Linked DNA regions of Mus musculus: region 2 is linked to region 1. The links are chromatin contacts, called in public promoter capture Hi-C maps. All regions are on one chromosome and are shown on one strand. The core of a region is the stretch at or near the end of the contact, and the rest is flanking DNA. Distances in the headings are between cores, read along the strand shown.

The links. Capture Hi-C pulls out chosen DNA fragments and counts their contacts.
Region 2: a promoter capture Hi-C map of adipose tissue shows a contact between it and region 1. The contact joins the promoter of Eng here to the promoter of 1110008P14Rik in region 1. A contact is called at or near these places in 2 of 115 datasets of contacts at active chromatin or transcription factors (embryonic stem cells and pancreatic cancer cells) and 3 of 9 other capture datasets (adipose tissue, liver and pancreatic islet).

What each region holds. Positions count from the first base shown.
Region 1 is chr2:32,379,909-32,384,385 of GRCm38.p6, reverse strand. 1110008P14Rik (RIKEN cDNA 1110008P14 gene) reads left to right here and starts at 2,471. Exons shown (of 2, transcript NM_198001.2): 1 at 2,471-2,694. The coding sequence starts at 2,616.
Region 2 is chr2:32,644,839-32,649,315 of GRCm38.p6, reverse strand. Eng (endoglin) reads right to left here and starts at 2,721. Exons shown (of 15, transcript NM_007932.2): 1 at 2,292-2,721. The coding sequence starts at 2,358.

The sequences.
Region 1 (4,477 bases), core at 1,222-3,721:
AAGGGGGGGGGAGGGCAAAGGGTTGGCTCACACCGGTAGCATTCCAGTGCGGTGATAGGGTCACAGAGAGAAGGCTCAGGGAAGAGAAGGCCCCAGAACTCCAGTCTACCCTCAAGGTCTCTTGCTTCGGCTATCAACTACCCCAAGTCCCTCCCATATAGAACAATACTGCCCTCACTGCTGTTTTGGCTTGGTACCCTAGTTAAGTCCTGGGCTCATGCCATGCCCTTGCCTCTGAGGGCTACCTCACCACCTGCAACAGGCCCCAAAGCTGTAGCCCCTCTAGGACGGGGACATTGGAAGAGCCTGGAGGGGCTAAGAGGTGCGGCCATGCCCAACTGGTCTGGATCCTGGGATTTCTGGGGGCCTGTAGCCAGGGCAGGAGGGTGCACAGATGTGGATAGTGGTTAGGCCTGTGTCATACTTGACAAGGTGCCACACCCACTGGTGACAGCTGTGGCCCCTCCATGTCAACCACAGGAAAGCCCTCCAATTTCCTTCCCCCATGCCAGGACCCCTGGGGTTCCAAATGAGCCCAGCCTTCCCACCTCACACACACATGCTGCCCTCTTCATCTTGGTTGAGAAGGGTGTGCTCAGGTGGAGGGCAATCCCATCTCAGTCCTGTCAGAGAGCTGTCAGTGAGGGATGGAGACTCCGTCTAGAGCCAGGAAGGTCTCAGGCTGAGAGGTGGATCTAAGACCTAGGTTAAAGACCAGCCAGGAAAGGAAGCTACACCCTACCTACTTCACTCTTGGGTTCCAATCTGAGCAGTGGATCTTCTTTCTTTTGAGTCCGAGTCCTGCTATTATGTATCCCTGACTGGTCTGGAACTCTGAACATAGAACAGACTGTCCTGGAACTCATAGAGATCTTCTGGACTCTGCTACCCAAATGCTGTGTGCCACAACCCCCTGATTCCTATTTATTTATTTTTATTTATATGGATGTTTTGCCTTCCTTTGTATGTGTGCAAACCATGTATATGCAGTTCTTATAGAGGCCAGGAGAAAGAGTTAGATCACTTGGAACTGAAGCAACACACAGTTATGAGCCACCATATGGGTGCTGGGAATTGAACCCAGATCCTTTAGAACAGCGCTCCTAACTGCCGAGCCAACTTTCCAGTTTTGCTTATTTATTTATTGTTTTTTTCCCTGTCTGTCTGCATATAAGTATACGCACATATGTTAAGTGCCTGAGGAGGCCAGAGACAAATGGATTTTCCCGGAACCGGTACTACAGGTGAGGATGAACTGCTGATGTGGATGCTGGAAATTGAACTGGGTCTCAGCGCACTGTGTGCTCTTAATTGCTGAGCTATCTTTCTAGCCTAGATCCAGTTTCTTCTGTTGGACCAAGGAAGTCAGCTTCCCATAGCCTCTTGCTGCTGTTGAGCTCTTCAAACTCTCCTGGCACAGACAGGGCTTTCTTCCCTCTTCCTGGCTAATGCAGACATGAGCTTCCCACTGGCACTGTAACAAGTTGCAGCATATACCAGTTGCAGAAGCTCACGTGTACTCTCTTCCAGTTCCAGATGCCCACGCTTGCAGTAGTTTCATGGTGTCCACAGGGCTGTGCTCCTTCTGGGATTTGAGGAAGAATCCTCTTTTCCTCACCCAGCTTTACTAAAGCCTGTATGCTGAGACCAGGCTGCACTCTGGAATAGTCACTGTGCCATGATGCCATGGTGGTCTCTGAGAGTTCCTGAGACACCACCCTGACACAGAGCTGGATCCCGGATTGCTCCTCTGGGTTCAATCCACAATTGGATGTTGACTCTGTACAGGTTTCTTTTCCCCTCCCAGTGGGCATGGAGTCAGGGGATGTGACCACTGGAGGTCTGTATCATGAAGCCTTCCATGATGGAGCGCCACCTTCCACGGCCCCCAGGAGCACCTACAGCAAAGTACACTAAGCCTTCCTTTTCTGTACTGGGAACCTGACACACACTTCCCATTCCTTTTCCAGCCCATGTCATATTTATTGGCGTGAATCAAACCGATTGGCTTCACATCTACTGTCCTGGGCTGGAATCTGGTCTCACCCGAAAAGTGTAGCCGTTGAGAGTCCTAAGAGAAGAGATGAGGCCAAGATTGGCTAAGATAGGACAGGGGTTGTGGATCATCTCGGCTGCATCAAGGGGAGATGGGAAGAAGGCTGATTCCTGGTGACTGGGGAGGAGAGGTGCTGATTCCGAACGCGTAGAGGGGCGGAAGCAGCAGGATGGAGCCTCAAACACATCCCAAGCACTAGCGGGCCAGGGTCTCCACTGCCCGACCTTGCTCCGCTGACAGCGGGTCACTGCGGCCGGGAGAGGGGCGGGGCTCGGAAGCGAGAGGAGGAGGAGCCCGAGAGGGGACGGGGCGGAGCCATGTTTGTGAGCGCGATAGAGCGCCCAAGCAAGGAGGGGGCGGAGCTTAAGGGCGTGGTTGCGCGGGGGCCTACGGGCTGGGCTTTGGGCGGGGCTCAGGGCGGGCCCCGGTGCGCCGCTGCGTTCCACGCTTCCGGCCCGGTGCTCAACCAGCTGCTCGCACCTTCCGCCCAGCGCCGGCTTTCCGCGCGACGATCGCCAAGTTCCATCTTCGCGTGGCCTCTGCGGCGCCCGAGCCCGCAATGTCGGGCCCCAACGGGGACCTAGGCATGCCGGTGGATGCGGGCACGGAAGGAGAGAATGACAGCTTCGGGGAAGCAGGTGACCTGGGGTGGGTTGGTGTTGCTGAGGCGACCTTTGCATTGCCGGGAGTACTGTCCGAGGGTCTGGAATCGGGCGGGGATGTGGGGCGTGGGAGGGACTAAGGAGATGTCTCACTCTGCCTGAGTGGCTCTGGAGTTGTCCCCACAGCCACCTCGGAGGCGATGGCGAGCAATAGCGAACGGAGCGCTGCAGTGCTGGAGAACTATCGCTAACCAGCCCTGCTGTCGCATAGGGAAACTGAGGCAGCTTCAGAGACGCTTGTGGGTTTGGGATTTGCTTCAGACACTTTCCTCGCTGAAGAGGGGGCGGGTCCTGCATGGCTCTGCAGGAGGTGTTGGCCGGGTGGGCGCCCCACTATGCTGAGTCAGCACCCCAGCCACCTGGTTTTGCTGGTGTGACCTGCTTATTGAGTACTGTGTTTGGGTGCACAGCACTGCAGAAGGACCTCAGGGGACTCATCAGCCCACATACTGTTTTTGCACGTTTGGGAACCTCAGTTTTCCCATCAGCAATATTGGGCACATTGGTGTCTTCTGTATTGAGGTGTAGTGGGATTTAAGGGGAAATGGGATAGAAATGGTGAGACTCCAGAGTACAATTTCCTTCTGAAAGCGGGTTTTTGTTTTTGTTTTGTTTTGTCTGAGTGTAGTCAAGTCTGGTGTGGTGCCTTACCTAGAGGGCAGGCAGGACTTTACTGTGCAATAAGGATGGGGTATGCTTTTGCTTTGTTATAAAAACTTTATTAAGCTGTAGGTCACACTGTAGGTTGTACCATTTAAAATGTACAGTTCTGCAGTTTCATATATTCACAGCATAGCCATTGTCACAACAGACTCAGAATATTTTCAGCACCTGGGTTCTGCTCTTTAATAAAGGTTGCCATCCACCTGGAGGTAGGCGGTGGGACACTAGTGTTGGGGAACAGTGACTGCTGGCAGCCATGGTGAACATAAGGGAATTTAGTGAGGAGGTGGCGTAACTCTGAGTGACACTGAGATGGTGGGGAGGAGGCTGTCCCAGGACATTAGCTAGGAAGTACCCTGGACATAGGTGGAACCTGCAGACCTCTCCTGGCCCTTCTGCTAGCCTCCCACGGCATGCAAGGATGAATCACTAAGTCCACTAAGTACCTGCCGTGGCCAGACCCCGACTGAGCTCTCAGTGTGCTGGAACCCTCAGAGTCTCCTACCCCATTCTAAGGAGTGGCTGGGCTAGAGCAGATCTGGCACTCAGATCTGTGACCTCCAAGTCTGAGTTTTGGCTCTGTCACCAAATGCCATGAAGATGGACTTTAAGATCTAGCAGCCTTCAGAGGCTCTAGCCTCTGTGAAGGACACCCTTTCGGGGTCATGAGAACCATTGCCAAGAGGCAGCACATTTACACTCATGCCCCAGTCGCCTTCCCTGGACCTCTTCCTTAAATCCACCAACTACTTCCCTTTGTTCCCAAGTTGGCAGCTGAGTGTTTCTGAGTCATGGGCTGGCTCGGAAGTGAGTCCCGCAGTGGGCATGGACCCAGACCTTGGGTCCTAAGGGGACACAGCATTGCCAAGAGGCAGGTCAAAGAAGCTGTAGAGGAAGGAGACCGGGGAAGACTTCTTGGAGGAGGAGGTATTCTGAGCCGGTCCTTGAAGGGTTGTTGGGGCCGATGAACTCTAGGTGTTGACAGTGGAGCAAAAGCAGGGACTGGAAAGCCAGAGCTTCATTCATTCATGCTTTCACTCATTCATTCAGTAAGTACTTATTTGTGTCATCGAGGGCGCTGGGGAGACAGCAGAGA
Region 2 (4,477 bases), core at 1,472-3,971, 260 kb before region 1:
GACACACAGACATGCATACAGGCAAAACAAACATACAGATAAACTAATAAAACAAATCCACGTCTTCGATTTCTCCAGAGTCTAGAGAAAATCGCACACTGGAAAACAGCCACACCGAATGCGCGGCCACACTGAGTGCACAACCTTCCAGAAGTTTCTCTGTGCAAATGGCATCAGTGCTGTTTTATCAGTAGAAACGGATGTCTGTGTAAGGTTTTTACGGTGTGATGTGTCCCATACACATGTGTCATGGTGATTGGATCCATTGTGGTAGCTGCTGGATGACATTCTGTGACAAGACTTCTTCAATGATACCCCTGCTGACAGACATTTGGGTAGAATCTGGTACCTGTGGGCCACATATCCTTACAGTGGAGTAGACAGGTAACTCTCAAGGACTGACTTTGCTTTCTTTTCTTTTCTAGATAGAGTCTTACTATGTAGCCCAGGCTGGCCTCGAACTCACCACATAATCTAAGCTGGCCCAGGACTTGAGTGGACAGTATGGCCTCAAACCTCCAAGTGCTGAGATTACAGCTGTGTACCACCACACCCAGCTTAGGGCTGGCTTTGAGTTGTGAGGGTAAGGCGCTACACACAAGTTACAGATTTAGAAAATTCTGCTGTGTTGTGTTCTGGGAGACTGGGCCTGTTTTTTGTGCCCAGTCCCTCACCCTATGCACTGAAAAGCTAAATTCTGTGCCCTGGCCAGTCAGGGCTACATAGTGAAACCTGGTTTCAAGAAAGAAAATAAGTTATGTATGTATGTATGTATGTATGTATGTATGTATATATGTATATATGTATACATATGCATCTGTAAATATAAATGTGTATAATTTTTTTTAAAATTCAGGACCTTCCATATGGCGGGTAAGAGCCCTACCATGGCACTACACACCCAGCTAGTCACAATGAGAACTCATATTTCCTAATTCTTTTAGCCACGTTACCCTCAGGTACCCTTGCGGGCACCTGTACCTCTCAGCTCTGTAGGGGAGAGAGGCAATTGCTGTGTGCCACTGTACTCTGATTTCCAAATAAGAACTGAGTGTTTGTGACCTGAAATCAGCTCTGAGGAAATATGCATACCACCACAGTCTACTGGTCTATCCTCTGAACAGTCACCTAGACACTGACACCCCACTTCCCATCCTACAAGGCAGGTTTCCCCAAGCCGGGGGGAAGAGGGCCTGGAATCCTGTCCCAGCCTGGGGTCAGACTCTGTTGGAGTAGGTGGATTTGGAAGGTTAGAGCCTTCATTTTCTCTTCTGGGAAATGGGGTAATTGGGGCAGCCATCTTGCAGGGTCATGTGTGGTCAGAATAAGGGTTCTGAGGGGCCACAGGCCTTGAGTCAAATCCCTGATAAGTCACTCAGTGTTTCTGAGACTCAATTTCCGGTTAACCCGCGATGACAGATTTCCCATCAATTGTGGACTTTGAGTGCCAGGATGGCCCCATCATTTCCCATACTCTTTCTTCCAGGCTGCCCACCCCAACCCTTGAACATGCCCCTGAATCTGCAGGTTGGTAGGCGGGGATCCTCAGGGAGGTGGCTGGGGACCAGGCCCTGCTGTGACCCTTCGTGAGTAGGACTGGGGTCCAGGCTCCTCACCGACCCTCCTCAGATCACTTTCAATAGTCACCCTGGCTGAGAAGATCCACAGAGTCCCTAATGGAGCCTGTACCCTTCTCAGAAAGGCAAATGGAGAAGGCCAGAGCATGTGCCCTTGGGGGGTTCCGGGAGCGGGCAAAGCCCGGGAATGCTGGGAGAACTTGAAGCTAGTGAAACAGAAACTCTTCGGACAAATGATCTCATCACCAGTCTTTGCTCTAAGCATCCTCTGGCACGGAGGCCTCAAGGCTCATACAAGAAAACAAGGAGGTCAAAGTTGGACCCAGAGCCTAAATTTACTTCTGCATCCTCCTTCCTAAACTTCCTCAAATGGGAAACTCAAGGCTCAGAGATGGGAGGGAATACTCTCAGTGATGCATAGCAGTGTAGCTCCTGGCCTTCTTGATAGCTGAACACAGCAGGAAGGATAACAGGAAGGTGCCAACGCTAACTTAAATAGCTTATCCCACTTCTCCCCAGACGTCTAATGCTTAAGTTTGGCATCCTATGAAACATTTTACTCCCACTGAACCAAAATAGTTGGTGATCCCATTTCTACCTCCTAATACATTGGGGGTGGCTTCATCAGCTAGTAGCTTGGGACATGGGAATAAGACCTGTAACACCCAGGGTCTAGCCTGGGCTTGTTCCCACCCAGGGGCGCTGGACACTTACTTGTGGGTACAAAGCTATAGATGACAAACAGCAGGGTAATGGGCAGAGGGAGCACGCCACGGTCCATGCTGTCCACCCGGGAGTCTGTGCGCTGGGCCTTATCCGGTATCCAGAGGTAAGGCTGCGGGCGGGCGCCGGGGCCTGCGTGGGTTCGCGCGGGGATCCGAAGGGAGCAGGCGGCCGGAGCGACCACGTCCCTGCTCCAGCCTTCTGAGGTGGCGGCGGAGAAGTCAGGAGAAGTGGGCTCGAGACTCACAGCAGGGCAGGAGTCTCTAGCTGACTGGGTGGTGGGAAAGAGTCACTGGGCTCTTTCGGGCAGCAGCTGTCGGCGGTCCTGGCCTGGGGACGGGACACAGATGAAGGCAGGGGTCTGACTGTCAGGGCAGGGAGCTCAGCTCATCCAGCCCGGCCCAGAGAGGCAGGAAATGCGCTTCCTTAGAGAAGGGGCCGGGCCAGGCTGCCTGCCAGGCGAGTAGAGGAAGTGCCACAGGCTTTGTCGCTGGGTGGGGGGCCCTGGGATGGGGAGGTAGGGTGATGGGAGGGCCCAGGCAACAGACCTCCCCCATGCACCCCACCCTCCACCTACCCTTGCCAAGGCTGGCTGGTGAGGACACATCTGGCAACCTTATAGGGGACAAGGTCTGGTTGAAGTCCCTGTAGCTCGGGTTCCATTCTACAGATGAGAAAACAAACTGGGACAGCCTTCTGGGAAGATGGAACTTGGGATTCTAGCTGGTCCCCGCCAGCATCAACACAGACTTTCAGAAGCATCGCCCTTGGTTGCACCCTTTGTATTATAGACAGGGAAACTGAAGCCCAACATGAAGAAGATGCGTTCCCAGGTTAACATAGTAGAACAGCTGAGACTGTTCCCATGGAGATGGTCAGGGCCCACACAGTCCCAAAGGCAAGGGAAACACAGCTGACTTTGGTGGCACCCACCTATAATTTTTGCCCCCTGCAGGCCATGGCAGAAGGGATTCGCTGACTTGCAGATCAGCCTGGGCTGATACATAGGGACACTATGTATCCAAAGAGGGACAGGCACAAACTTTCATGGCATTTCTGAAGTCTGATAGCCCTGGGTCTGGGCCTGCCTTATTTATTTCCAAGTAACTCCCTAATCTCTGTTGTTGTTTGTAACGCAGGGCCCAGCTGGGTCCTCTTCACAGCCAGGCTCTTGGGAGATCCCTGAGGGCCAGATGCTAGCCTGCTACAACACTGAACCCTGGGCCAGGTCTGCAGGAGCCGGTTCTCAATCCAGCTCCCTTCCTCAGCCAAGGCAACAATCCCAGAAAGACCCCTGCTCATTCTGCAAACAGTGAACACATACTGTGTCCCCACTGTGCTGCTGGGTAGCATTTAGGGTCAAGCCCAGGGAAGCTTGAAGAAGAAACCTGAGCTGCCCAGAGAGGTGTCAGGGACTGGGGGAGTCCAGATGCAGCAAGCAAAGAACCAAGCATAGGCTAAAGCTGTAAGTGGTATTTGCATCATCCCGGGGCAATAGTAAGGATGTGGGGAGGTTAAGATGCCTATCTCTGCCCACTCCAACATAAGGGGCAGTGGGAGTCATCTCTCTTGAGAAGGCTGAGAAGCAGAACCTCTGAAAGGAGACGTTGACCTGGCGTTTCAGGCCTGGCTTCTAGGTGCCCTCCAGTCTTTGTGCCTCAGTGACCAGGCAAGGTCAGCAGTTTGTCTCTGTGGGGGGCTGACATGAGGCAGGGAGGGTGGGTGTGGTTCCTAAGGCAGCCTGGAGGAAGGTCAGCCTGCTCTCACCCAGGCAAGCATGGGAGACATCGCCTCACCAGGCCTCTTGGGGGTGGCAGGCTCTGCCCTTTTCCTTCAGCCATGGAGATAGCAGGTAGATACCAGAACTCTAGAGGGCAAGATGGGATGGTGGTAGCATGGCTGTGAGCTTCTCCCTTCATGCCCTAACAGAATCTGTTTTGGGGTTTTGGGAGCAGTCAGCCCTGGGACTAAGTGCCACACCAGGGCCCACCCTGGGCGTTCACCTTATCAGTCTCAAGTCACCATTGACAAGAGGCCTGCGCCTTAGGCTTTGTTTTACACAGGTGGAGGGAGACCAGCTTGACAGGGAACACCCAGAGTGGACACCTCAGGGCCTGATCTCAACCCGGGCCCCATGCCGGCCACTCCACCTGAGCTGAGTGGATAGAAGAGTCAGC